5 separate regions of the Mus musculus genome follow, and all the other regions are linked to region 2. The links are chromatin contacts, called in public HiCAR-type and promoter capture Hi-C maps. All regions are on one chromosome and are shown on one strand. The core of a region is the stretch at or near the end of the contact, and the rest is flanking DNA. Distances in the headings are between cores, read along the strand shown. Region 1 holds the start of Kctd3 (potassium channel tetramerisation domain containing 3). Region 2 holds the start of Rps6kc1 (ribosomal protein S6 kinase polypeptide 1). Region 3 overlaps Ptpn14 (protein tyrosine phosphatase, non-receptor type 14). Region 4 holds the start of Kcnh1 (potassium voltage-gated channel, subfamily H (eag-related), member 1). Region 5 holds the start of Ptpn14 (protein tyrosine phosphatase, non-receptor type 14).

Region 1 (5,727 bases), core at 1,099-3,598, 1.9 Mb after region 2:
AACCCAAACAAGCCCTTTCCTCCCCAACTTGCTTTTGGTCATTGTGTTTCATCACAGCAAGAGAAACACAGACTACAAGAGGCAGCTTTCTTTTCCACGGGCTTTCTACCATGGGAAGGTGGATAAGCTACACACACACACACACACACACACACACACACACACACACATAAACACACATACACATATACACACACATACACACACACAAACACACATACACACACATACACACACACACACACACACACACACACATACACACACACACAAACACACATACACATATACACACACATATAAACACACAAACACACACACACACAAACACACACACACAAACACACACACATACACACACATACACACACACATATATACACACACACATATACACACACACAAACACACACACATATACACACACATACACACACACACACACTCGTATTCCTAGTAGCTTAGCCTGCCCTTCCATATCCACTCTAGAGCACTGTCCCTCTTCAGAAGCACAGCATTTATTTGGCTCGTTGTGAATTTCACACCTGGACACAGTGAAATCTGATCAGACCCATTCTCCCTTTTCTCTAGCCTGTGATGTAATTTTGACTAAGTTTTGGGGGTGATTATCACCCTCAACCTTCTATTTTTTGAAGAGAGTGGTAGAGTGTTCTTCATGGGTAAAGTTCTGGGTTCAATCCCCAGTACCTATCTCCAGTAAAGCATTAAAAAGCTCACAATGAACCAGAGTTGAGCTGTTTTCCATCTTATTACCATTAGCTAGGGGAAATAATCTCTCCCTCCCTCTCTCTCTCAAGATTTATTTATTTATTTTATGTATATGAGTACACTGTAGCTGTATAAATACTTGTGAGCCTTCATGTGGTTGCTGGGGATTAGATTTTTTAGGACCTCTGCTCGCTCCTGTCAGCCTAAAGATTTATTTATTATTATACCTAAGTACACTGCTGCAGTCTTCAGACCTGCCAGAAGAGGGTGTCAGATCTCATTATGGGTGGTTGTGAGCCACCATGTGATTACTGGGATTTGAACTCAGGACCTTCGTAAGAGTAGTCAGTGCTCTTACCCACTGAGCCATCTCACCAGCCCCAGAAATAATCTCTCTGTCTGTCTCTGTCTCTCTCTCCCCTCCTTCCCTCTCTTACCCTCACACTCTCCCTCTCTCCCTCCCTCCCTCCCTCCCACCTTCTTTTCCTCCCCTTTCTCTTTTTGAGACAGGGTCTCTGTATCTCAGGCTGACCTCAAATTCTATGTAGTTGAGGAGGCCTCTAGTCCCTTCCTTATTCTTTTTCCTTGGTTCCCCCTACCCCCACAGTGCTGAGGTTACAGGATAGCACATCTGGTGTGGCTGTCCTTTATAAAAATCAATTCTGGAGCCAGGCGGAGGCAGAGGTAGGCAGATTTCTGAGTTCGAGGCCAGCCTGGTCTACAAAGTGAGTTCCAGGACAGCCAGGGCTATACAGAGAAACCCTGTCTCAAAAAAAAAAAAAAAAAAAAAAATCATCAATTCTGGAGAAAGTGTATCATCTCAGTGGCATATTTGGCAGCAAAATTAAGCAATGTTTAATGAGGATAAGATGTTTTCTATCCTCTTATAGTTCATCAGTTTTAAATTTTATGAGAAAACTATTAGACATTTAATGCTTACAGTTTAGCTTGTTGAATTAGATATCTTTGAAATATAGTGTGCTGTCTCCATTAGCTGACCTACATCCCATTGCCATAGTACTCTTTAAAAGTATGATTTAGAGGTTGGACATTTAGGTCAGTGATGCCTAGCAAGCACAAGGCCTCATCATATTCCATCCCCAGGAGGACACACTCACACACACACACACACACACACACACACACACACACACACACACGAAATCGCTAAGGTTTGGTGCTCCAATGCATAATGCTGAGAGAGAGAGAAACAAAAATCAATCAGTAAAGAAAATAAAAGTGCGTGTATGTACAATCTAGAAACATGTTGCTGGATACCGCTCACTCCAGCAGGGTTTTTGCTTTCTCCTGCCCTGAGGAGTGGTGGCATGGAAACTATGCAGTTTGCAGGTAATGCGCTGTATGGTGTTCAATATCTTTTCATCGAGTGTACTTAGATCAGTCTGAATAACTGCGAAAGTTTCTTTTTTACCTAAATCTTGTGCTGGTGAAGAGGCAAGGGGCAAATCTTTCCTAGGCCATCGGTGGCAGAAGACCCTTCGTCCAGCCCCGCCCATCGCCAGGAGCTCCTCCCTCTCACCAGCCCCGCCCACTCCTTCTTCGTAAGCGTGAAGCGCCGGCGCTACAGCTTTTTGTCCCTCGCGGCGACCCGTCCTCCAGATGGTTGTGGCGGCCGCCATGGAGGCGAGTGGGCTCTGAGGAGAGGCCGGGCTGGGCCGGCGGCCTCCAGCCACGAGCGGCGGAGGCCACGAACACGTAGTGGGGGAGGCTGGAGCGAGCCGGGCCGCTGCGGGAGGCTCGGCGTTCCGAGTGTGCTCCGGCCGCCGAGCCGCCGCTCCTGGCTCCGGCTCCGGCTCCGGCCCTGGCTCCGGCTCCCGCCGCAGACATGGCGGGCGGGCATTGCGGCAGCTTCGCCGCGTCGGCGGCCAGCAGCGGGGAGATCGTGCAGCTGAATGTGGGGGGGACCAGGTGAGCCCGCGACCGCGCGGGAACAGTGGGTGGGACGCCCGCTGCTGTAGGAGTGGCATGTGCCAGCCTAGGTGGGATAGGTGTTACAGCCGGGGCGGCGTCTGCACGGCCAGGTGGGGTACCCTCGGCAGGGCAGGGTGGCATCTACCTGGTCAGGTCGGGTACCCACTGCAGGGCAGGGCGGCGTCTACCTGGTCAGGTCGGGTACCCTCCGCAGGGCAGGGTGGCATCTACCTGGTCAGGTCGGGTACCCACTGCAGGGTAGGGCGGCGTCTGCACGGCCAGGTGGGGGACCCGGAGACAGGTAGGTACAATTTTGCATGATCCAAGCAGCCCTATGCACTCTTCAGAGTCTGGTTCCAGGTCGAGTGTATAGACTGTTAAAACTCAGTCTTTATTCCCCCGGGTTCCTATGGTGTAAGTAAGGCCACAGGAACACAGTTGGCATGGTGGGCCTGCCTGACCAAGTGACTTGGGGCCTCTGGAGGGTTGAGGCATGCTGACACCGAGCTGTCAGCGTTGCAGCTGGTTGTCGTCTCCCGTGCTAGGGCTTGAGTTGTTGCATAGGAGCAACCGGTTGGACTGTTGAGTCTTTAGTCTCTATTAGACCTTCCACTCCCATTTTGTTGGAGTGGAAGTTTGTTGGCAAAACAAACAAACAAACCAAACAAGCAACAAAACCAAAAACCCATTTTTGTATTTGCCGTGACTTACACATGACTCTTCTCAGAAAAGGATATTGCCCCTACTAGTTGAGGGAAGCTTGGGTTTAAGGCATAGTAAGAATAGAGGGAGAGGGGGGTTCTAATGCGCAGGCTATTCTGTTGTCCTGGGAAGGCTAGTTTTCAATGTCTTAAGATTTTAAACGTGTAACACTTTTGTTATTTAAAAATACAAATTAACAGTTGTGAAACAATGGGCTCTCTGAGTGCTGGAGAACTTGGGGTGGTCTTCCTGCTTTGTCACCTTTTACCTCCAAAGCAAAGTTTTAACAGTTGGAGACCTTGCACCTCTAGTGCATTCCTTAAGTAGCAGGTCATATGCAAATGACTTCCGCTGCATTTTATACTTACTAGGTCCTGTGCAAATGACCTCATCTAGTGTAAATAGTGTGTCTTCCCTGCCCACCTACGATTACAGGAACCTATTGCAAGTGACCTGGTATGTGAAAGTGAAATAGTCCACAAAAGGCGTGGGCAGTGTTACTACAGAGAAGCAGAATGGTGCTCGTGGCAAACCTTAACCCTGGTTTCTCTGTGGATGGCTCACATATTTCCTTCCAGGCATTCAAGAGAATATAGCTTTATGACAAACAACTAAGTTATATTGTCACTTTAGAAAAGATTGGTCTGTCTTACTTGTATGTGTGAGTGCAGGTGGAGGCCAAAGAAAGGGTCCCTTAGAGCGGGGATTACAGGTGTGGTAAGTTTTGTTGAGAGCCACCTGACATGGATGCTGGGAACTGAATTCTGGTCCTTAGCAAGATCGGCAAGTGTTCTTAATCACGGAGCCATTTCTTCAGCCCTTACATTGTTGTTTATTGTGTATTGGAGATGGATGTGGCTGGCAAGATGGCTAGGCTGAAAACGGCACTTACCAACAGCAAGACTGGCCACCTGAGGCTCCTCCTTGGAAGCCACTTAAGACGAAAGGAGGACACTGACTCCACATGTGCACTTCGTTGTGCATCAAGAGTGAATAAGAAAGTAATAAGAAGAAAGAAAGTGGATGCCTTAAAGGCTGAGCTGTCAAGGATTTCACTTCATCTGTGGAATGTGACTCTTACTGGGTGCTAGTTAGCAGTTAATACCAAATATGACAATAAATGTACTCCTGGCTTGAGCGTTTTAGAAGACAACCTGTGGCACAGCTTGGAGCTCCGAGTCACTGAATAAGTGCCGAAAGCTCTTACTTAGAACCAGAAGAAAGTCAGAGGACATGCTGCCCAAGGGTGAGACAGTGAGCAGCATGCTGCTGGCTCGGGTATGTCTGGCTTAGCACGTAAGGGATTTCTGTACACACTGGGAGTGAATATGATCGACAGCATCAGTGACCAGTCCATGCTTACTCAGGTAGGGATGGAGGAAGGAGAGGGACTGGCTGAGGGAAAGGTTTGGAAACAAACTGGTTCCTTCTGCACATAGCAGGCCTTCCCTCTAGTTAGCAAAGTTGGACAAGTTACTTTGTATTGATGAGTTTCCTGAAATGAAAGGTTGCTATAGTACTAGTCTCATGCACTAATAGACCTGAGGAAATGATCATGAACTTGAGGCTTAGAGGCATTATCATCTTAGTATTTCATAGCAAATCACTTTACTTCATAGTTTCATGTTTAGCTTCATAGTTCAGATTTTGTAGCAAGCCACTAGAGTGGGTATGCTACATCACCAGATATGCTAATTTCTTTAGTCATCTTTTCTTTGGCACACTTGAGATAGGAGATTAAAAATAAAAAATATGTTAATCATATATATGTTTTCCAGTCTCTTTGCCCAGAGATTGCAGATTGTTTTGTGGGTAGACTTGATACTGATTGGCTGTGCAGCGAAGGTTTCCTTCCTACTGTCTGTGTAGGCCTGACCCACCTCCTGTGTGCTGTGACTATAGCTGTGTCCTCCATGCTAGTGATTGTAAGCAGGCTTGTGTGCTTTAATATGGTTTCCTGAAAGTGATGAACATGTAGTGTCAGAAGTTATTGTCTGTCTGCTTTGTTGCTGTGACTAAGTACCTGACAAAGCCATTGAAAGTTAAGGTACAGAGTTCTTTGGGCTCAGCCCACTGTGTGGAACCTCTCTTGGGCAGGTGATTGTAGATTGTATAAGAGAGAAAGCTGATCAAGCCACAGGGGTCATTTCTTCCTTGCTAATTGAGACAGGAGGACCCAGTATGCTGTGGGTGGTACCATCCGGAGGTAGACAGGCCTGGGCTCTCTCAAAAAGGAAAGGGGAGCCAGTGAGCAGCATTGTTCCATGCTCCCTGCCTTAGTTCCTGTCTCTACTTGGTCTTGGCCTCCATCAGTGATGGACTGAGCCTGTAAGCCTAACAAGCCCTTTCTCCCCAGGCTGGTTT
Region 2 (5,450 bases), core at 2,869-5,368:
CTGGAATTCATTCTATAGACCAGGCTGGCCTCGAACTCAAGAGATCCTCCTTTCCCTGCTTTCTGAGTGCTGGCAGCAAGCGTCTTTATCTACTGAGCCATCTTATCACAGACCACAATGTGTCCCACATAAGATCTATGCCATTGAAGTTAGTTTTTGTCCTGAACATCCTTCGTAATTAACTTGATTTTTGTAAATGCAGCTTCACCACTCTGTAGATCAGTAAGGCTTCCTTCACACACACACACACACACACACACACACACACACACACACACACACACACACAGAGTCCTCGAGGCTGTCAGATGCAGTTATGTTTCCTTAAGTCCTTGTGATGAATATTTTCTAATCTTTCTAATGTTGAGCATGGCTGAAGCTTTCACATCATACTAATTTCTTTTGAACAATTGATCAACCACTCTCTTCTTGGCACCTTTCTTGCTGACAAATATGGTGACATTGGAAGAGCCAAAAGAGCAATAATAGATTAAAAAAAAACCCACCAAAACCCACCAAACTTCATACCTAAACCAGGTGTGGTGGGGCAGGCCTTTAACCTCAGCAGGGCAGGTGGATCTCTGTGAGACATCTTCACGATGTCTTCCTTAGGTAAGTAAAAACACTAACACCTAAGTTTGAGTTGAAAGACTTCTAGTGCCAATTCTGAAAAGACTGCAAGTGAGGAGACAGGTGGGCAGCAGAGAGGCCCTTAAGTAGCCTGGGCTTGCCTGAAATTCACTGTGTAGATCAGGTTGGCCTTGCACCTGCCTCTGCCTCCTGCTTGGTGGAGTAAATGTGTGTACCACCATTTAGTTTTTCATGACAGGGTTTCTCTGTGTAATCCTGGCTGTCCTGGAACTTGCTTTGTAGACCAGGCTGGACTTACATTCACAGAGATCCACCTGCCTCTGCCTCCCAAGTGCTAGAAATAAAGGTATACACCACTCATAGCCCTAAACTTCAGAATTTTAATATTGACAAATAGAAAGTCCTGAGATTAAAAAAAATTAATTATTGGTTGGGTGAAATGGCTCAGTAGGTAAAGATGCTTGCTGCCAAATCTGAATGCCTGTGTTCAATTCTTGGAATCTACTTTGTGGAAGGAGAAAACCAACACACACACACACACACACACACACACAAAATTACTGACATAGATTTTAAAGTCTTAGATATTATTGTAGATTTGACTATTCTTTTAGTTTCGATGTTTTTACTTCATACACTTTAATGGCTTGTTATTAGGTGAGGATATACTTAGAATTAGTCTCTGTTAATGAATTGTATTCTTTTATCAGTAAACCTGGCCCTTCCTTATTCCTGATGCTCTTCTTGGTCTGTCAGGGCAGGGTGTATGCTTAGCAAGCATACGTGCCTGACTTTGAGCCCTAGCACTGCTTAAAATAACAAAACCATCTAAACGGTGAAACACAAGAAATGGCAGCATTCTTCTAACGTCTCCTCAGTGCTGTGTTCAATGTATAGTTTTCCCTTAAAAAAAAAAAGGTTTATACGTGTGTAGGTGTTTTGCCTGCATAGATGTCTCAGTGCCCAAGGAGGTCAGAAGATGATCTCAGATTCCCCCAGCTGGAGTTGCATACAGATGGTTGTGAGTCATCATGTGGGTACTGGTAACCAAACCCAGGACCTCCATAAGAGCACTGAGTGCTCTTAACTGCTGAGCCATCTCTCCAGTCTGCCATATCTTTTTCCTTTCTTCTACTTGACTAGCAGCGTTTGGTTAATCAAACAAACGTGGAGATAGTGGTGAAGAAAGTTTCTAAGGATGAGTCCCAAAAGCTGGATAATATAATGGCACAGACAGTAAAGGCAGCCGGGAAAACGGGAGCAGTGTGTGAAGGAAAAGTTCCGACGCTGATCTGTTGTGGTTTCAGTGTCAATTGGATGCCTGTGTTCTTGCAGAGAGATTTGAATGGAGATGTGATTGGTGAGTTCACCAGAACTGACAAAAGACCAGAGGCAAAATCCCAAGAAACAAAACATTACAGGTTCTTAGAAGGAAATGCCACCAAAAAGAGACTAAAAAGGAGTCATCTCAATATAAAAAAAAAGGAAAAAGAAAAGAAAAAAAGAGAAAAGAAAGAAAACCTCTAGGCCAGAAATGTCTAAAGCTGATGGGATGATGGGGTCATTAGAAAGTTTATTCGGAGCCTTTTCAAAGGATCAGCACACTACTGACGCTAGACTGACTGCCCAGGAGAAAGACTGAATGGATGAGGTCATACCCACTCAGTGGACAGTGAGGAAGGGTGAAATGCAACAGAATACCATTGGTCCTTCTTCCTGGCTATCTGCCATCTGTCTTTCCTGTATCAGGCAGTTTCCTTTGATCAGAGGCCATTCTGGATTATCGGTTTTCTATAGCATGCCATGGTATGTACTGGTCATATTTATATACTTCGTTGCATACTAGTGATGGTATGTAAAGAAAGAGAGGAACAGTCTTTATAACTCCAATGCCTCATTAGTATAAAGTCTGACACATAGCAGGTAGTGAATTCAGGGTTAATGAATAAGTGATAGCTAGTTTTTTGACTGTATAGGCTTGAGCTAGAGAGATAACAGCAGTTAAGAACACCTGGTGCTCTTGCAGGGGACCTACCTGGATTTGGATCCCAGGACCCACATGAACCATCCTGGGGATCTGTGGTGATTTTTTTTTTTTGTGGGTACCAGGTATACATGTGGTCAACATACATGCAGGCAGGCAAAAGACCCATACACATAAGAGAAATAATAAGAAAAGCCTAAAGGCTCAGAAGAGGTTAATAGTCGAAGATCAAACATACAGGGTGGAGACATTATTAGAACAACGTTTTTCTTTCTGCCAAAGAGAGTGGAAATCAGCACATGAGTGGAGCAAGTAGTTTTCAAATGAGCAAGGGTGTCAGGCTGGGATGGAGATGTGAGCAGACAAAGGGTGCTAAAGTCACTCTTTTCCTTTGTAAAAGGATTTTTATTTTTATGTCTATGGGTGTTTTTCTGCTCTTAGGTATGTGTACTACTTGTGTGCTGGAGGAGGCCAGAAGAGGGCATCAGATCCCTCAGAACTGGAGTTACAGGCAGCTAAGAGCTGCCACTGGCATGCTGGGATTTGAACCTCACCCATTCCTCCGGAAGAGCAATCAGAGATCCTAACTAACTACTCAACCACATCTCTAATTCTTCTTACCATCTCTGTTTCTCCCTCTTTGTTTCTTCCCTTCCTTCCTTCCTTAATTGTGTGTTCTAGGGGTTAGAAGGCAGGGAGGAGAGGAAGCAAGAGACACAGAATTAACAACGACAGAACCTTGCAATGAATCTTTTGGGAATGAGAGCTCTGATCAAGAGAAAGTTAAAAAAAAATTGCCAGGTAGGGGATGCCAATCAATAGAAACTGGAGACTCTTTGTAGTGACTTTGAGAGTCTCCTTCTACAACCCCCACAACAGATGCACATTTAAGAGTCTAGGGACTGTTGAAAAAACAACAAACTTCTTTGTTGTTGTTGTTGTTGAGAGTCTTGTTATGTATAGCAGACTGCCCTGGATCCTGTGACTGAGCAAATTTTGTGTTTTGAGACAGGTTCTCCCCATGTAGCCCAGCTTAACTCTGAACTCACTACTTGACCCATGTTGGTCTCAAGCAATCTCCCTGAGAGAGTGGGAGGGATGCACTTCTATTCTACGTAGGGTGAGGGCTTGTCGTGCAGCTGTAGGTATGTCAAAGAGGGTTCATCTACGGGAAAATGGGGACGTGTCTGTCAGAGCGCTGCGATGTTGCTGTGGGCACCGCACAGAGTAAGTAGGGAAGGAAAGGAGATGCTTGGCTCGGGTACCGCTGCGTCCATCACCCAGGACTCTACAGGAGCACAGGGCGGGAGGCCCAACCCTCTCCCCAGCTCGCAAATTCTAGTAGACATCGAAGCTAGTGCACCAGGAGACTTAGTAGGGACGCCTCCGGTATCCATGGCGACTGAGCTAGGCGCTAGTAACCACAGCGGACGATACAGCTCGGAGAGGATCCAGAGCCGCACCTTCTTATCCCGAACGTCGACCGGGATGACCCGGAAGTCTGTGTGGTGATCCGGAAGCAGATCCAAGCGACAGCCCCCCAGGAGCCACCGCCCCCTCTTCGCGGTGCTCGTGCTTAGTGCTGCGTGGAGTCCGGCACAGCTGGGGCTGCCCGATGGTCCCCAGCTGGCGGAAGCACGGGCGGAGGGAGGATGACCTCTCCTTGGGGTCACAGTGCGGACCTGGCCCGCTTCTACACTGTCACCGAGCCCCAGCGACACCCCAGGGGCTACACTGTCTATAAGGTTACCGCACGGGTGAGTTTCTGGATAGGGACACTGGGCGGGGCACGGGCTCCGGGCTGCGGCTGGGTGCGGCGAGTGGTAGGTAGGTTGGTAGGGAGGGATGGAGACTCGGACAGGAGACCCTAGACAGTACACAGGAACTCCAGGCAGAGATGGGACTCTAGGTTCGAGATGTTGAGGACCCCAGGCAGGAGATGGGATCTCAGAATGGAGATGCTGGGGACCCTTGCCAGGAGACAGGACTCCAGGATGGAGATATTGGAGACCTCAGTCAGGAGAGAGGGACCCCAGGATGGAGATGATGGGAACTCTAAGCATGAGAATGGACTCCTGGTAGACTGGAGTGCAGGCTCCATAAGGGATGCTGGGCTCCACCAGCCATTCTGGGGTGGAACACTGGTGGATGTCTTTAAATGGATGACCTAGTCCTCTGTCCTATGTGGACTTTCTCTTGAAATGAAATTTGCAGAATTGGGCTGGTGCATTCCAGAGGGAAAACACACACTTAAAAATGTTAGTGGGTGTGTTGTGGGGCTTATGTAACGGAAGGGACGTTTCCTCTTCTCATTCAGTGGCTGGCTTGCCGTGAGGCAGGTAGAATCTTGGGAAGATTTCGCTGTTAAGACGCTCGTCTTGGATCTTTAGCCTTTGCTTCTGAGTTTTGATGAGTCTTTTCAGGAGACACATGTGTACTTAAGTGAGACTTGAGGGTGGTTGGTGTGGCACAATGGCTCAGCAGGTAAAGATGCTTGCTGTCAAGCCCGAAGAACTGTTTTCATTCCCTGGGACCTACATGGTGGAAGGAGAGAACTGACTCCTGCAAATTGTCCTCTGACCACTGAAGGTGTCGTCCCCCCAAATAAATAAATGGTAATTTTTTTTTACATAAATTCACTGTTCCAAATTTAGTACTGTTTTTCTTAAATTTTGTTGCCTCAGCTTAAGTTTTGAGAACTCGTTTTCCTGGGAAATGAGAACAATAACATGAAATAAGTGCTTATGTGCACTGCTGTGTGTATGCTGGGCATTTTGTACAACTTCATGATGAGGAAGCAGATTCAAGGAAGTTTAAAAGTTTGCTAAAGTTTCTGTTGCAGAGCAGTAGCAGCTTTGAGCTTCGGGACCAGTTC
Region 3 (5,778 bases), core at 2,815-5,314, 1.0 Mb after region 2:
AGAGTTTACACAGTGCACCAGATCCACAAGGCTTGCACACTTAGACTCCTTGGTTCAATCTGCATGGCGGAAGGGAGGATGGAAGCACCTCTTCTACAGATTCTGAACCCACAAATGCTGTATCAACATCAGCACCAGCACCACCCCTGCCCAGTGTGAAGACAGCTTGGCTCACCTTCCAGAGGAGTTCATGGGGATTCTGCTGTCATAAGCACTCACTAGGGGGTGGAGAAAGAAGCCACAAAGACACACACTTTCTGTTTGGTCTTTTCAGCTCAGGAAATAGGGAAAAATGTAACTGTGGAGGAAGACCTGACACATTCAGTTCCACAAACTCACAGTTTAGAAAATTATACTCTGAGCAAAATTGGACATAAGCAGGAAACTGGACTTCAAATCGAACACGGTCGATATCATCACTGACCCAGGCTGGGCTGCACAGGAGAGGGAGGCGGTGGAAGGTTTTTTAGTAGACAGTCTCAGCATTCATAGTGTGGTGGGACACACCTGAAACCCCAGCACGTGGGAGGGGAAGATGTGAAAAATTAGGAGCCATCCTCTACACAGCAAACTCAAGATCACCCAGGAACTCTGCCTCAGGACAACAAGGAAGCTCTAAGAGGAACCAACTCAGCCCTCATCAGCTACAGCCTAAAACCAAGCAGCACACAGTGAGTTGGACACAGGTGTGTACCTCCCGGGCAGGGCCCTACTAAGTGCCTGACAGCTCCCCAATGTGAGTTTCCTTAAGACCCTTCTAACAACTTAGGAACAGATAGGAAGATGGAATGTACCTGAACTTCATCTTCTACGTCACCATCCACCACACGCAACATTGTGTAGCTAAGAGGCCACACCGAGGCCACACCCAACTCCATTCCCACCCTGGTGGGTTATCTTCTCACAGTCAGAATCAGGCAGAGGGCTGAGCTGTGCAGACCGCCTGGCCCAGGGCCACCAGACTACAGTGTTGTGAGTATACAAGACAAAGCAGCAGATACCCAGCCTGCCACCCATCACTGTATCAGACTTCTGAGCCAGAACAAGGGGTGAGAGAAAGGACAGCAGCGCCCCCATTGACCAAAGACGGCATCACCACCCTTGGAGGCACCATGCTCTCCAGCCAATCCCACCCTTCACCTAGGCTTCCGGAGAAAGATTGCTGAGGGCGAGGACAGAGGACAGAAATGCAGGAGAGAAAAGCAAGCACCCAGCAAGGTGCAGGAACCCAGTGTGTTTGGATCACTTTCCAGGACCTTGGCTCTCTCCCTTCCAGCTGAGGATGGTTTCTCTCTCTTGCCACTTTTGACTGGAGCATTACCAGTTTGCCTGCAACTTCACTAGAGATGCTTTCCCTTTATGCCTCTGTGTCTAAAATGTCCCATGGGGGCCACCACCTTCCCTCCCGGAGGCTAACACTGCAGATCAGTCAACGTGTGGTTCAAATGAGAAGCACTATATTATTGTGTGTGTGTATGGGGGGGAAGCATTATATAATAACTCACAGAACTTATTCCAAAGAGGGAAAAAATAAATTATCTTATATAAAATAATACATGATGTTTGTGAGTAACTCTGGCTTCTGCCTGCTGCCAGCCATCCACCTCTGGCTGGGGGAGGCAGATGTTGTCGAAGTGGCGCCCCCTGCAGGACAGAGCTGCGTCCCTCCTCCAGAAGCTGCATCCCGGAGGAGATCAAATGAGCCTGGAATTCTGCAGGAACTGGACGAGGACTTGGTAGACGAACTTGTACTGCGCAATGGTCTGGATCATGAACATCCTCTGCTCCCTGAGGAATCGCAGCATCGTGGGCACCTCCACCTTCTGCAAGAGAACAGAAAGGGCACACAGGCTGAGACAGAATGCCTCCCCGAGATCTCCCCTCCCTGCCGGGGAAACCTCTGCCCAAGGCGGACAACCAAGAAGGAGGCGGAGCTAAGACTCTGCCCACTGTGGACAACCAGGAAGGAGGCGGAGCTAAGACTCTGCCCACTGTGGACAACCAGGAAGGAGGCGGAGCTAAGACTCTGCCCACTGCGGACAACCAGGAAGGAGGCGGAGCTAAGGGTTCTGACCCTCCAGGGCTTTAGGAATCGGCTCTGTGCCACGGTTGGAGACCCCTGTTTCTGGTGTGGTATCGTTCACCCGTGTTTGTTTACTCGTGTGAGTGAATCTGAAAGCTGTTTGCACTTACAGTGCAAGGTTCTCAAAGCAGTGGACTGTGGCGAATGCCAAATACCATTCCTTCCCTCCCTCCATCCCCTTCCCTTTACATACAGGTTGAGAAAAATTTTGAGGAACTCACTCTGTAGTCTAGGCTGACTTCAAACACATGATGCTCCTGCCTCAACCCCCTCAAGTTAGCTATTTCTTTTCTTTTCTTTTCTTTTCTTTTCTTTTCTTTTCTTTTCTTTTCTTTTCTTCCTTCCTTCCTTCCTTCCTTCCCCCTCTCTCCTTTCTTTCTTTCTTTCTTTCTTTCTTTCTTTCTTTCTTCCTTCCTTCCTTCCTTCCTTCCTTCCTTCCTTTCTTTCTTTTTAAATTTATGACATTTATTTGTGCGTGTCCTGGGGACCAAACTCAGGTAGTAAAGCTTGCTGTCTAGTACCTTTACCCACTGACCCATCTTGCTGGTCCAGATATTTCCTTTGTGTGGTGCATGGATACTCATGTATGGGGTATGTGCTTGTAGTGCACACCATTGTACATGGGTGCATATTCTCAGAGGCGGACATCAGATGCCCTATGCCGTTGCGACAGAGTCCCTCACTGAACTGAAGCTTGCAGCTTCTCATCTGGGTTGGCTTCTCACCAGAGAGCCCCAGCACTGTGGTGCGGTGCCCTTCCTGCCCTGTGCTATCATCTGTGCCCTGTGACCGTGCCCTTCCCGCCCCATATAATCATCTGTGTTCTGTGAGTCTCGTGCCTCCCCTGGCTTTCTGTGTGCTCGTCCACACCTAGCTTCTCATGGACGCTGGGAATCGCCTCACATGTGAGCGCTTATGGCCACTGGGATAGCTCCTCAGCCCTCAAGACACTTCTGATCTCTTGGGAAAACCGCCTCCCAATCTGCCATCCCTCCCTGCCTCCACAGCCTCCACCTCCATTTCTCTTTCTCTCATATCCTCTTCCACCCTCCTTATCCCCACCACCACGCCTACCATCACCCCTACTCCCCATCCTCACCCCCCACCCCTACCTCCATCCTCACCCCTATTTTCACCCCCCACCATCCCCCCCTCACCCCCCCCCCACATCACAGCTATCAGAACCCCATCCTCACCCCACCCCCATCCCCACCTCCCACTACCACTGGTACACAGTGCCCCTGGCATTATGCAAGGCAGGGCAGACATGGTCCTTGACACACCATGAACAGCAGGGAAAGCCATACAGTACTGACACTGCAAAGCAGCCTGGAGACCAACCTTGACCTCACAGCCACCACCTCGCAGCGGTGGAATCTCCCTCACTCCCCAAGACCAACTGCTGTGAGTCATGAGAACGAGAGCATGGTTGGGCAAGAGACAGCTCAAGAGGTAGGACTCCACACTCGCCACCAGCTCCGGGCGCCCCCATCAGGTGGCTCACAACCACGGTGACTACACGTCAGAGCCGCAGACACTTTCCTCTGGCCTCTGTGGGCGTTGTACTCACACACATGCCTAACCTAGCATCTCCACATGATTAAAAATATATTTTAAATGAGACAAAAGGGGGAAAGTGTGGGGAAAAAAGAAAAGCCACTTCTTCGTTGACAAAGATGAACGCTGCTAGAATCACAAACCAAAAATACAAAACACACAAATCACCTCAGTAATTAGAAAAGGCAGGCTAAGCAGGGATGCGAGGAAAGGAGGCCTAACGGTCTTATATTCATTTGTTAAAAGTCTTTGTTTAAAGAACAAACTAAATATGTTGGCCCTTCTCCTGAGAGGGAGACAGGAGTGGGAGGAGCCAGGCCTGAAGAACACACGGGGCGGAGCAGCCGGTCTGGTTGCCCCTTGGTCAACAGCAACCCTGGGAAACAAACTGGACAGATAAGGTTGGCTGTGCTGGCGCTGGGGGAAGGAAATGAACTGTGTGAGTCACCTTATCGCTGAATATCAATGGGAACAGAAGTTGTTTTAGGACTGTCCCACACCAGCAAGGAATGTGCTGGCATGCAGCTGGGTACTGAAGGAAACATACCACAGCGGGGGCTGGGGGCACTGAGCCTCAGTGGGGGGGGAAGCCCACCGGATCCCCGTTGGCTGCATCCCCCAATTCACACCCATTCAGCGCCAGGCTGGCTTTGATGCACGGTGAGCAGCGTGATCTCCAGCCTTCCCAGAGGCTGTGGATGGGGCTCCAAAGAGCTAAGGACAGGGCAGTGTTAAATAAAGCTGCTTTTCAAATCTCTGAGTCTACGAGTACACGTACTAACACACTGAAGCATCCATTACACAGAACAAGGGTTCCCTGCTGCACGATCTGGAACCTGAACAGCTTGTGGGAAACAGTGTGAAGGCAGGAAGTGACCTCAGAGGAGGAGAGCTTGCTTCCTGCCATCAGACAGCTGCTTAAAGTTACACAGGACCGGCTACATCATCACACGATTGCTCTGGGCCTGGCTTTCCTCCTCTGGGCCTGGCTTTCCATAGAGCAGAGGTAAGGATGCCCCTCTATTGACCTTACAGCCTAGGGTTTGGGACCTGGTGTAAGGGTTACATAGCAAGACCCACGAAGAAGCACAAGAAAACACCCAGAACTGGGGGGCGTACAGCTCAGTGGTAGGGAGGGCACTTTCCTGACAGGTGTGAAGTTCTGGGTTAGCTCCCTAGAACTTTCATAAACAAACCAACACACAAACGGAGAAGCAGAAACCAAAACCACTGCCCCCACCCTGCACACAATCTTATGTGAATGAAAGCAGAGCTGTTGTCGATGGCTCTCACTGTAACTCCAGAGTCTATGGCAGCTCGAGATAACACACTCCTATGTGATTAAAACAACGAATGGCCAATGCTGGCCCACATAGCACAATATATTGCCAATATACACAATATATTGCCAAGCCAGACAAGGGCAAACGCCCCCAGATGAAAACTATACCTGCTGTGATTATAAAAAGACAAAGAAGTGTAAGAGTATGTTCTATGGGGGTGTGGTGAGGTGTGAGGGAAGGGGTGCCTCGGTGGGCCCATGCTGAGGCATCCCTTCCCCCTGAGGGACCAGCCACACGACAGTATAGTATAGAATAAGGTTTATTCAGGACATGGAGAGGGGAGTTAAGAGGGTGGTAGAGGCAGAGAAAGGCAGAGAGAGGGAGAGAGTAGAGAAGTAGAAGCTGGCCATGACCACGTGGGGTGGGGAGTGTGGAAGGAAGTGGGGAGAGATGGGGAGCAAGAGAGAATCAAGTGGGAAGCAGGAGTAAGAGACAGAAGAGGGGGCAAGCAGCCCCTTTTATAGTGGGCCAGGCCTACCTGGCTGTTGCCAGGTAACTGTGGGAGTGGAGTCCAGACAGAATACCAACAATACCATAAGGACAACAACCGTGTCCTACAGAGATGCATCTATCAACACACAGGATTTGGGCCAAAGCACATCCCAGAAATGCAGGACACATTGAACTACACGTGCCAGAGCCACGTGCCATGTCAAACAACCACAACAGAACTCATCTGCCTGCTTCTGGAAGTGAATGCCCACGGCAGTCAGGTTTGCTGGATGTTTCTAGAACACCCTCATTTCTTCTTGTATTTAGGAGCCTACACACAGCAGTGAGCAGTAAGAGACAGGA
Region 4 (6,256 bases), core at 3,655-6,154, 1.3 Mb before region 2:
CTCTGTGTGTGTCTGTATGTCCATGTGTCTCTGTGTGTATCTGTATGTCTCCATGTGTATATCTGTATGTGTCTGTGTCTATATGTGTATGTGTATGTGTACTGTGAGAGAGTGTGTCTATGTGTGTGAATATATATCTGTGTATGTCTCTCTGTGTATGTTTGTATGTCCATGTATCTCTGTGTCTGTGTATGTGTCTATGTATGTGTGTGCATGTATATGTGTGAGAATATCTGTGTCTATGTGTGTATATGTCACTGTGTATGTCTCTGTGTGTCAGTGTGTCTGTGTGTCTGTGAGGGTTTCTGTATGTGTCTCTGTGTGTATGCCTATTTGTCTGTGTTTGTGTGTCTCTATCTGTTTGTCTGTCTTTCCCTATGTTTGTATCTCTGTGCTTATATGTCTGTATCTGTTTCTCCATGTGTCTATGTGTGTGTGTGTGTCTGTGTGTGTGTCTGTGAGGGCATCTGTGTCTGTGTGTATCTATATGTCTCTGTGTTATCTTTCTCTGTGTCCATATGTCTGTGTGTGTATATATATATATATATATATCTGTGTTTGTCTCTATGTATGTGTATGTGTGTGTCTGTCTCTATGTGTGTGTCTGTGTGTGTCTCTTTGTGTGTATGTGACTATGTATGTGTATGTAAACCACAGAGTGCATATGGAGTTTAGAAGACAACGTTTAAAAGCTGGTTCTTTTCTTCCACTGTGGGTCTGGTTCAGGCTGTCAGGCTTGCCTGACAAGCTCTTTTCCCTGCTGAACCATCTTTCAAGCCCACCAATAGGATTTTAAATGATGGTTGGCATATTCAGGAGGAAAAAACCCTCAGGTGTGGATACTAATCATTCCTGCTGACTCGTAGCAATCCAAAGCACGGGTACTTATTAAATCTCTCCTTCTTGCATTACTCAGAATCAACCCAAGAAAGTTAAACTAGTTTCCAGTAAACACCTTTAAAGTGTTTTATTTTCTAATGTACTGAGAGGCCTAGGGAGCCATTGAGGCCAATCACTGCTGTAGGATATGAGCAACAACTGTAATCAGGATTTGCCAGGGTGCCTTTCTTCCAGAGCTCCATCTTCCAGGTGTCACATGGCCATTGTCACAGTCAGAGCAGCTGTGATCACCCACAGGACCCTGCCCAGGTGTGAACAGCCTGGCCCTGCTGCACATGGAAGGCTGAGGTGGGACTTAGAAAAGCAGTGTTCACACGCTCACCCATGGTTGGGTGGGCCTTTGGTGAGGCAGCTATTTGGGGGTGACTTATGCTCTTGTAATTAACTCCTAACCTATGCACCTATAAACTCATAGACTGGAATAGCCACCAGATATTTGATAACAGTATCAGGCCTATCATGTCTCCAAGAAAAGTCACACAACAAACTTACTATCCTCAGTGTTGTTTCCATCTATCCCCAGTGTTCAACAACTACGTCCAGTAAATCTTCACAGAATGAATAAACCATTTCCACCAGCTGATTGGACCCCAATCTACCCACCCATTTTGACAAGTCTGGGAACTATTCACAGAAAGAACTCTCAGCTCTTTAACCTTACAGTGGAGATTGTCCTTCCTTTGTTGAATCTTGAGGCCTGTGAAAGTGGCCCAGGGATCCCTGAGGAGGTATACACACATCCCCCACCCCCACCCTGTCCTGCAAAGGCAAATAGCTCCGGACTTCTTGAATGTACTTGTGCTCTCGCTCGCTCGCTCGCTCGTCTGCCCTGTCGCTCTGTTTGCGTGGCTGCTGGCCAACATGGATGCTGTTCCTGTTGATATAACATTTTGTTTCATCTCCACTGGGAAATCTGCTTCTTGCACTCTAAAGAGCACAGCCTGGATCTCCTCAGCTCTACCCCTCCACATGTAGGAAAGCTGCCAGAAGAGTCCTTACCCACACAGTTGTGAGGAAGGACGGGCAGACGAGGCAGTATCTAAGCTCTGTCTCATCTACAGCTCTGTGACACCCCAGACACTCGATACTCAACGCAGCCCAAACGTGGCTGGTTCTAATCCCGAGGCACCTCCTCTCAGCCATTCTTCTAGAGGTGACAAGAACATCTCCCCAACTGAAGCTCATCAAGTAGAGCGAAGAAGCCTCATGAGGTCTGGGATAGCCCGGTGGTACAGTGCTAGCCTGGCTTGTGCACGGCCCTGGCTCCGAGCTTTGACACTGAAACAAATCCAGGTGACCAGCAGCTGCAGGCACCTCTGCCCAGGCACGGTGAACCGGCCTCTTACACTAGGGCTCACTCTATTGTCTGTAGACAAGTAGCAGCAACGTCACCCAGGCCTGCTGGGATAAAAGGCCTAGCAAGGTGATTATGAAGTATTGCTATTTAAATGCTGTGATGACCAAAAATAGGCTGGCAGGTTTCAAGAAATGATCAATATTTTAAACAGGCTATTTCTGTAAAAGTAAAATGCATGCAGATGTGTTTCTCAGCATTCACAGTATTTAGTCACTCATAGACAGGGACTAATATGAAAACAATCACAAAAACTTCAAGTCAGCACTCTGTACCCTAAAACAGAGCATTTAAGGGGTCTTCCTGCTCCCCAGGATCATTTGGGCTTGTCTTTATTGTTGTTCCTTTTTAGTTGTTGGGAATCAAGCTGTCGGAGCAGGTGCTGAGATAAAAGGCCAGTGCTAAAAATACTCCACACTGCCTGCTTTATCGACGTTCTACCTATACTCACGCCAGGGAACTGCGCTGAGATCAACTGATCAGAAGGTTGGTTTAGGAGTTTTAGCTCCCCCTAGAAGCCCAGGCCACCCTGGCTATAGCCTGCAGCTTCGTGCTCCAGCTAACAGAGTGCACCATGGTTTCCCTCTAACTTCAGGGTACTGCCTCCTCTCCAATAGACAGACTTCTCATAATGTTCATGGCATTTATTATGCAAACGTTATACGTCCCTCAAGTGGGATCCCCAAGTCTGCAAAACAGTGCCCATATCGGGTCAGTTAAAAGCCATAATAATACACTAACTTCAACCATCGCTTTCAGATTTGTATGCCAAAGGAATTCTTCATGGCTGCCCATTTAGCAATTATTACACACACACACACACACACACACACACACATACACACACAAGAGGGAGGGGCAGACCCAAGTAATGACTATGACCTTGTGGCTGCCTGTTTAGCAGTCATTACACACACACACACACACACACACACACACACACACACACGGCCCCTGGTAGTAACTGTGACCTTGCTTTAAAGACTCCTTTAAACCTTGGAGGGAAAGGTAATGACCGAGTAGTACTCATCTTTAAGAGGCACACAACAAAGGTGAGATAATTTCTAAGAAAGCTCTTAAATAGTAGGTAAGATTTGCTATGGTAGCCCACGGGCTTTGTCTTGTAAACTTAAGTCCCTTTTTAATTAAAGACACTGTATAAGAGGCAGGGGTCAGTTTTCACGCCCTTCCATTGAATCCCTAACTGAATTCAGCTGGAAGCTCATCACTATCAACCCAAGTTCCAAGGCTGCACGCCATGTTTACACTGGCAAAACCCAGCTCTTGAGTTAGGTCCCCACAGCCTCTCCAACGGAGAGAGTCGCCTGCTTCTGGAAGGAGAGGGGCCCAGAAGTCTGCTAGGGGGATCTCAGAATTGGGTAGCCTGGTGAACAGGTGTATGCAGCAACTCCCCATCTCCAGGACTGTATGTGCAAGCTGTGGGTCGGAAAGGTTTGGATAGCTCCCTTTGGATCGCTACTCTGAGGACTTTTCGCCTTCTGGGCTTCATGCTAATAAACCATAGGAAACTGCAATCTCTGAGTAAAAAGGTGTCGAAAATTATTCCCCTTCCATCAGTCATAGTAGGACTCTCTCCTCCCAGCTACAAAAACCTCGTGCTTGTGCACAGGTTTCTTGGGTAATGAATCGGCTTGTGATGGAGGACAAGATTGGGAGGGTTTAAAAGAGACAATAGATGCCAAATTTGTACCCGGGACCACTTAGTTCCCTCTGTTTCCCCGGCTGAGTCCAGAAAAACCATCGGACCTTCGTGAGCCATTTGCTCTAGCTGGTTGGCGAGGGTGCATAAGACAGCCCTGCCAAAGGGTTTCTTCTGGTCAGACTTTCCTGCTTAAGGGATGGAAGGTGGAGTTGGCAACGTCCCTGCACCCGAACAGGGCCAGGACCAGTAGCCCAGCTCTGCTGCTACCTCTGGCCTCCCTGCTCCTCAGGACTCCCGGGGAGCCTCCGCGGGGAGGCGGCCAGTGCGCATCAGGAGCGCAGTGCTTGAAGGTGGCCAGCCTGCAGCCACTTTTCGCATGACTTTTCTCACCAAATGCCAGGCTTTCCTGGAGAGGACAGCGGGAGGGCGCGGGAAAAGGCCCCAAAGGCGTAGGCTAGAGATCTCTCCTCCAGAGATGGGGCACACTAGACCCCCTCCAGCCCTGCCCACCTCCCAGGCCCGCAGGCAAGAGAAGCTGGTGAGCGGAGCTCCGGGATGCCCCCGCATCTGTTGGCACCAGGCGGGAGGCGTCTGCAATCACCGCACTCAGAAAAAAAAAAAAAAAAAAAAAAAATCAAAACCCACCTGGGCGACAGAAATCCAAAGGCAGTTCTTACCGTTGGACCGCCGCACGATGTTCTCCAGAAACGTGTTCTGCGGGGCCACTAGTCCCCGCCGGCCGCCAGCCATGGTCATCCTCCCGACTGCCGGACTCTGGGGGCGTCCGGCGCCGTGTCTCACCGCAGCAGGCGGCCGGGTGCGCAGCCCGCAAGCGTTCCTGGCTCCACGCGCCCCATGCGCTCCGCAGCCCCGGAGCGCAGGGGCGGCGGCTGGCTCCCGCTGCCGCCCTCGCTGCGCTCCGCACCTCCCCGCTGCGGCCCGCCCGGGTGTGCGCTCGAGTGCCCCGGGCTCGGTGCGCCGCGGCCGCCTCCCGTGGGCGGAGGGAGCCAGCCGGTCCAGGGCGCCCCCTACCGTGCGCGCATCCCTCGGGGACACAGCCGTAACCAAGAGCCACGGGGTGAGGCTGGAACCGGAGCGGCACCCTCTGGGTGCAGCGGGAAGTGTTATCCAGAGTGTGCCTGGGGTGTGCAGAGCACGGTGAGCAGCTTTATTGGTAAAGTCACATACACACACACACCCGAAAAGGTCACAAGAAGACTCTTTCTTTACGCGGTGTCAGATCGGAGTCAGAACCTTCAGGCTCTGCAAACAGCATGAGCTGCATGTCTATCCAGCTTCCCCAGAATTAACCAACCAAGTGTCTAAGGGCAACAACTTACAGAGTGACTGCCAGATTCAGCTCCCAGGAGCCGTTTTGGTTTGTCTTTACCATCAATGTGCCTGCAGCCTCCTCAGTTGATAAATGGCTTTCACCTGTTTGGCGTCTTCTCTTACAGAGCAATCATTTTACCAAAAAAGAAAAACAACAAAACATGAGTTGGCACATCGGGGTTTCCAGCTACAGTACAATCTCTTAAGATTTGTGTGTAAGGTGAAAAAAACAAAAAAAAAAACAAAAAACGGGAACTGGCTGTCCAGCATCAAAGAGGAGGGCTACTTCTGAAAGCTTCCCAAAGTAAAAGTACATCAGATTTTAATTAAACAGCCATAGCTGTGGCTTGGAGAAGCATCCACAAGGCACAGGTGAAGCAGGTGCGGCTTCACAGCAGGTAGAAATGACTTGGACCTCTTGTTCACTGAAGGAAGAGGGGGTGTTCCAACTGCACATAATGTGTACCTGTCGTTGTGCTGTGCGTGTGGCGGGGGACTGAGACAATGCCCACAGAAGGATGCATTGCTACTTGACTGGTTAGTTTCCAACTGGACAAAGATTCAAAATAAAATGCAAAGATAAACCCGCCGCTGAAGCCCGTGACGCCGGGGCTCACCTCCGGAAACACCTTAATGGTTCGCAAAGACACACTGTCTCAATTTTTTAATCTCAGAAGCAGAGCCAATTCCTTCCAGGCATTCTCTGAGTGGTCGAGCACTGCGGAGAATAGACGGGGGGGGGGGGGGGGGGATCCTGACTTTAAAGTTCTGTGCGGGAGGTCTGCAAAGATGGCTCAGCACCTGAGAGCACTCTTGCAGGAGACCTGCGTTTAGTTCACAGTAGGCCAAAGCCATCTGAAATTTCAGTTCCAGACCATTTGATGCCCTAGTCTGACTTCTTCAGGCACCAAGCATGTGCATAGTACACGTACAAACATGCAGGCAAAACACTCAAACTCACAAAATCTGTCTGAAAAAAAAAAAAATAAGTGCCAAATCAAATGTCA
Region 5 (5,410 bases), core at 492-2,991, 1.2 Mb after region 2:
CCTGGACCAGGTTCTGTCCCCAGCACCAAAGAGGAAACTCCACTTGTAAGACACAAACTGCTCTCCCCATGTCAAAAGCTCTCAGGACAAGGTTCTGTAGTGGGGTGGGATGGTCCTCACGGGGATACTTTAACAAAACCAAGGATGGGTAAATTAACGACAATTAAACACCTGTCACCCTACAGAACCCTGTGGGAAACACATCAGGGGAGGGAACATGTCCAAGGGAACGCTTTTGATCCTTGGAAGCTACTCCTGGTCACGGGAAGTGGGTAAAAGACTTCCGGTTTCGTTTCTGCTGGGGTGGGGGCTAACTATGCCAGCAACATTGCACCAACCTGCCCATACATGCCCAGCCAGCCACCAGGTCGCTCTCCAAGACTTTCTGCACGCCCCTCTCCGCGCCCCTCACTTTGCCCAAGCTGTTCCCTCCTCTGGAATGCGGTCCCTCAACCACTCCTAAGTTGAGCATCATTCCCTCAACGAAGGTAACCCCTTTCCTCCAGGGCCTGGCCTTCCCAAGAGTCTCAGAACCCCTCTCTCACAGCACATGTCCCCATCCGCCCACGGCTGCCTGCAGGGTGCTGCAGACTCTTGTAATGTGATCTCTTAGCACAGGGGAAGACTCACCACTGAGTTTGTTGAATTAATGAGGGAGGAAATCCATTTCAAGAAATTAACGCATTTTGGAAATTGACCATACATACACCCATTCAGCAGCAGTCTGAACTCGCCTAAGTAGGACCCAGCTAATCCGTGAACCAACTAAACTCAAGACCCCAATATCTCCTCAAACCAAAGGAAGAAGGGCAAAGCGGGATAGTGACAGCGCACATCAATTCCTCCCAGAAAAGATAGGAAAACCATTCCCAAAGATTTAAAACTAGATGTGGCGTCACGTGGGAAAGGGGCTGTTAACTCTCAGAACTTGCAAAGTTCGAGTTGGAGATTGGTCTGAGATGAAGGTATTTTTCCCTGCGCGCCTGTAAGGATCACCCAAGCCGGGGCCAAGAGACTCAGGAGTTTGGTATCAAGGCTGAGGTATTGGGGAGAGGGCACAAGAACCCCCTCACAAACCCAGTGCCCACAGAGGCACAGGACAAGCTTTGGGCTCTGCGCTCTGTTCCCCTGCTCGCAAACACAACAGGAGCTGGAGGCGATGTTTTGGCTGAATCCGAGTCCCAGACCGCGCTCCCCTTCCAGCTCAATCCCGGACGAGCGAGCACTGCTAGCGAAGAGAACCGGCGGCCGGCCACCTGGCGCCCCCACCGCGCATCCCGGCGTCCCCGGCGGCGAACGAAGTTGGCTCTGCCTGGAGTATCTGCTCCCGACCGGCTAGCTTACCTGCTTACATGGCCCGGGAGTGCCCCGGGTGCCGCACGTTGACCATCAGGGAGTCTGGGTCCCCACCACTGGCTTCCAGGAGCTGGCAGAGGAGGGGCGCAGGGAGGGTTACGCAGCGGCCGGCGCGCCGGGCGCACCGGGGAGGAGAAAGGGCCAAGAACCTAAGCACCGCCGTCCCACGCGAGGGGACCCGGGCGATCAGAGAGGTGGGGCGCAGAGAGGGACCGCCAGCGGCCACTTGGTACCAGATGCTCCACGAGGACCTGCCCTGTGGACGAGACGGCTGAGCCGAGGAGCGCAGCTAGCTGGCCGGGCCCGCGGCCGAGGCGCTGGGCAGCCGGGAGAAGTTGTGCAGAACTTGAGCCTCCGGAGAGCCCGAGCGCCAGGAAGCGCGAGCGGCCGGGGAGGGCGGAGGAAGGGGCCGGGTGGGAGGGGACGAGCAGGCGCCGCTGGCCGCGCTCCCCCGCCCCGGGCTCTGCTCCGCAGTGCTGGGGGCCAGGAGGCGGGGAGCGCGCGGGGCGCTCGCTGGGCGGGCCAGGAATGCGTCCGGGGAGGGCGCGCGCCAGCCTCGGGGACGCGCGCCCTGCGCTGAAAAGAGGAGCCCGGGCTCCCCCGCTGCGGGCGCACGGTCCCCAGGGACGTCACAGCGCTGGAATCCGAGGAATGCCAGGCTGCGGGAGCTCCTTCGGCCGGCCGGGCAGAAGTCGTGCACTTTTAATGGGCTAGCTTTGGAGCGCGTTTTCCCTACCAAGGTGTGGGACGGTGGACTAAAGGAAAGTGCCCGGAGTGAGATAGACTGGAAGTGGAGAGGGGGCGATGACCCAAATCAACCAAACTGTGTGACGCTTAGGAGGCGGAGGGGAAAGAGGAAAGGAAAAGACCGTCCCTCCAAGATTTCCGTGGGCAGCTAAGGGGTGGGACACTGGAGCTAGAACAGGCCATTTATTTGAGGGAGGTCTCCAAGCAGGATGCCCCCATGCCGCCACCGCCCAGGAGACACGGGACAAAGTAGGGTGGCCTCCTTGAGAAGGCAATCTAGAAGCTCTCCTCAGAATCCTAGGATCTCTGAGTAGTGAGTCTTAGCTCCGGTCCTCCCACCCCGCCCCCACGGCCAACCAGCCTTTGTGTGCTGGAAGTTGGAATATGTGGTTTTCCCGGTTTGTTCCATGCCACGGAGGGGGCCCCACCCCGCCTGGGTAGGCACTGGGAGGGAACTGCGTTAGCACTTTCGGAGGTGGGGTTACTGAGGCGCAGCCAGTGTAATGGAAAAGGCACTCGGCCGGGCAAGGAAACCTGTATTAGGCCCCGCGGAGTTGCTGGCCCAGTGGTTAACTCAGGAAGATCCCAGCCCCCTACCCCTGATCCTTGGGTTTAGTAATTGTGAAGTGAAAGGAGTTGCCTATATTTTTAAGGTGCTTTGCATGTCTTGGCATCTGTTCTCTTCCTGAAATCTTAAGACCAGTCCTTTCAAGGACCCTGAAGTCCTTGTCACCCAAAATATCATTAAATTACTTCACTGTACAGGCAAGGGACACAAAACTTCCAGGCCTTATCCTATCAAAATGGCTCATGCCAACTCTGGAGGCAGAGACAGGAAAAATCACAAGTTCGAGGCTGGCCTAGACTACATAGCAAGACCCTACCTCAAAACAAGAAAGAAAGATCTCTGTGCCCACAGAGCAAGTCTGTTAATAACTGGCTTCTGAGTGTTCTTCTACAGAACCAAGAAGAATAAAAGAGGACGGGGGGGGGGGGGCGTGGAGGGGGCAAAATGGGGTGGATGGAAAGCAAAGGAGGCTGAGTCTTTCAAAATATCAAGGAGAGGGCTTTGAGGAGTTTCCAACCAGCCTTCAGGAATAGCTTTATGTCAAGGCTCAGTGTGGGCAGCATTCCACACAGCCTAGCGTGACAATCACGATCCCTTAGTGAGGATTCAGGCAGCAGAAAAGAGGGGTCAGCATCACCAGGGAACACCTACTGCTGAGGTGGCCTAAAGGACCCAGGCTGCAGAAGAGCTGCTCTCAGCCGCAGGCGTTTGACTGAAACAGGATGGGGCTCAAAGACAAAAAGATGCCAACAGGCTGTTCCTTTCTGGGAGACAGGAGGCAAATGTCACAGTAGAAATTAAGTGGCATATGGATGTTGTGGCTCTGAGTCTCAGACCACTGAGCACAGCCCCAGAGGCCACTGTGGTCTAGAAGAAAGAGCAAAGGGTTTTTTTTGAACAGATGCAAACGCTGGGCTCTGCCTGTGAGCAGCCTTGCAACCCTGGGCAAGCCACTTAAAGGAGGCTTGAGTTTATTTTGTCAGCGGAGTGTGACATTAGGGACAGAGTTTGGTTGGGTTAACTGGATCTTGAGCTGCCACCCTGTCTGAGCTTGCTCCATGCCTCCTCCTCCAGACTCAGGCATGTTTGTGGAGGAAGCTGAGGGATGCCAGAGCTGGGAGTCCAGTGATGAACACAGCTTTAAGTGTAGCCTGGGCGGGGCGCTCACCCCCTGTGCTTGCTTGTAATGTTTAAATCAATTCATTCATGAAAATAAAAGTCTTTATTAATTTTAAGAACCTATAAAGTACTGACTGATTGGTTTTATACTGGATCATAAGAAGACAACACAAAAATATTCTCTCTCTCTCTGTCACACGAGAGAGAGAGAGAGAGAGAGAGAGAGAGAGAGTCTTTTTAATGACTTGGAAGATGATGCACGTTGGTTCTCCTGTATGCTAGATTTGTGCTCAACCACTGAGATATAATTCTTTGTAAGGAGAAAGCACAGCTTGGACCCCAGAGTGTCCTTTAGCTTATACTGCTTGTGTGCACAGTACTGAAAGATCAGCATATACTGCTTGCTTGCACAGTACTGGAAGAGGTTTGGGAAATCTGGCATGTTGCCTCACACCTATAATCTCAGCACTCAGGAAGCTGAGTCGGGACAACCTCCGTGAGTTTTAGGCCAGAGAGTTCAAAGCCAACCTTGGCTATATAGACCCTGTCTCAAAGAAAGAGAAACAAGGAAAGCAGAGGGTTTGGGGCATGCGCATGAGGGCCTGAGTTCAGATCCTAACATTCTTCATGGGTGGTTATGCTTTCACCTGTGCCTGTGACCCAGCACTGCTGGAAGCAGGAGAATGGCTGGGATTTTAGCCTAGCTGCCAGCCTAGCCAAACACCCCTCCTGAGTTCCATGAACTGCAGTTCAGGGAGAGACCCTGCCTCAAAGGAATAAGGTGGAGGGGGACACCCAGTGTCTACCTCTGGCCTCTATAAACATGCAGTCACACACATCCACTGTACCACACTCACACATACCCATAAAGAATACAACTTGAGGTAATTAGAAAGAAATTAAAAGCCTACTTAACTATCATCTATCCTATCTATCTATCCCATTTATCTATCATCTGTCTATCTATATCTGCTATTTATCTATCTATTCATCATCTATTCTATCATCTATCTATTCATCTATTATCTATCATCTATCCTATCTATCAATCATCTATCCTATCTATCTATCTATCTATCTATCTATCTATCTAAAAGGAAACCAAATACTCTCCCATCCCACTGTGTCTGTGTCTGTGTCTGTGTCTGTGTCTGTGTCTGTGTCTGTGTCTGTCTGTGTCTGTCTGTGTCTGTCTGTGTCTGTGTCTGTGTCTGTGTCTGTCTGTGTCTGTGTCTGTGTCTGTGTCTGTCTGTGTCTGTCTGTGTCTGTGTCTGTGTCTGTGTCTGTGTCTGTGTCTGTGTCTGTGTCTGTGTCTGTGTCTGTGTGTATAAGCAAACACTTCATTAGGTAAGTCTGTACTCTTTGCAGTCTGATCAGGGTGTGTGGCATTGACAGGACTTAAAGAGACAGGCTCTTACAGGGTCTCATGTTAACTTTAAAGCTTTACAATTTTAGGAGCTTGTGACTATTAAGTTGTTTAGAGTCGTCCACCTACTTGATCTAAGCTTGACTCTAAATACGGGACGCCACACAGAATCTCAACCCCACCACGATCCTGCTCACCTCAAATCCGTTCTCACTAAAGTATTACTTTTATACCTTCAAAGATGCTGAAGTCCC

What was found. Promoter capture Hi-C pulls out the DNA fragments that hold promoters and counts their contacts. HiCAR-type assays count read pairs that join an accessible place to other places.
Region 1: a contact with region 2 is called in a promoter capture Hi-C map of hippocampal neurons, with 3 times the contacts expected there. The contact joins the promoter of Kctd3 here to the promoter of Rps6kc1 in region 2. A contact is called at or near these places in 4 of 39 promoter capture datasets (the C10 cell line, cranial neural crest, hippocampal neurons and 1 more) and 2 of 115 datasets of contacts at active chromatin or transcription factors (astrocytes and bone marrow-derived dendritic cells).
Region 3: a HiCAR-type map of astrocytes shows a contact between it and region 2, with 4 times the contacts expected there. The contact joins the enhancer-like site here to the promoter of Rps6kc1 in region 2. A contact is called at or near these places in 2 of 39 promoter capture datasets (cranial neural crest and trophoblast stem cells) and 3 of 115 datasets of contacts at active chromatin or transcription factors (astrocytes, embryonic forebrain and stem cell-derived neural progenitor cells).
Region 4: a promoter capture Hi-C map of pre-B cells shows a contact between it and region 2, with 4 times the contacts expected there. The contact joins the promoter of Kcnh1 here to the promoter of Rps6kc1 in region 2.
Region 5: a promoter capture Hi-C map of stem cell-derived epiblast-like cells shows a contact between it and region 2, with 4 times the contacts expected there. The contact joins the promoter of Ptpn14 here to the promoter of Rps6kc1 in region 2. A contact is called at or near these places in 5 of 39 promoter capture datasets (the 3T3-L1 cell line, hippocampal neurons, liver and 2 more), 3 of 115 datasets of contacts at active chromatin or transcription factors (astrocytes, embryonic forebrain and forebrain) and 1 of 9 other capture datasets (embryonic stem cells).

The regions. Positions count from the first base shown.
Region 1 is chr1:189,004,461-189,010,187 of GRCm38.p6, reverse strand. Kctd3 (potassium channel tetramerisation domain containing 3) reads left to right here and starts at 2,348. Exons shown (of 18, transcript NM_172650.2): 1 at 2,348-2,658. The coding sequence starts at 2,576.
Region 2 is chr1:190,910,438-190,915,887 of GRCm38.p6, reverse strand. Rps6kc1 (ribosomal protein S6 kinase polypeptide 1) reads left to right here and starts at 4,118. Exons shown (of 15, transcript NM_178775.4): 1 at 4,118-4,332. The coding sequence starts at 4,228.
Region 3 is chr1:189,865,972-189,871,749 of GRCm38.p6, reverse strand. It overlaps Ptpn14 (protein tyrosine phosphatase, non-receptor type 14), which reads right to left. Exons shown (of 19, transcript NM_008976.2): 19 at 1-1,823. The coding sequence ends at 1,695. Among named protein-coding and RNA genes, the nearest start is that of Gm26574, 31 kb to the right of the region's middle. Within about 2 kb of position 4,064, at least 166 of the 459 cell types and tissues checked have an H3K27ac peak or open chromatin away from gene starts, as enhancers often do. A contact at or near this core is called in astrocytes and trophoblast stem cells, where this site is marked.
Region 4 is chr1:192,189,425-192,195,680 of GRCm38.p6, reverse strand. It overlaps Kcnh1 (potassium voltage-gated channel, subfamily H (eag-related), member 1), which reads right to left and starts at 4,904. Exons shown (of 11, transcript NM_001038607.2): 1 at 4,595-4,904. The coding sequence starts at 4,673.
Region 5 is chr1:189,724,599-189,730,008 of GRCm38.p6, reverse strand. It overlaps Ptpn14 (protein tyrosine phosphatase, non-receptor type 14), which reads right to left and starts at 1,741. Exons shown (of 19, transcript NM_008976.2): 1 at 1,345-1,741.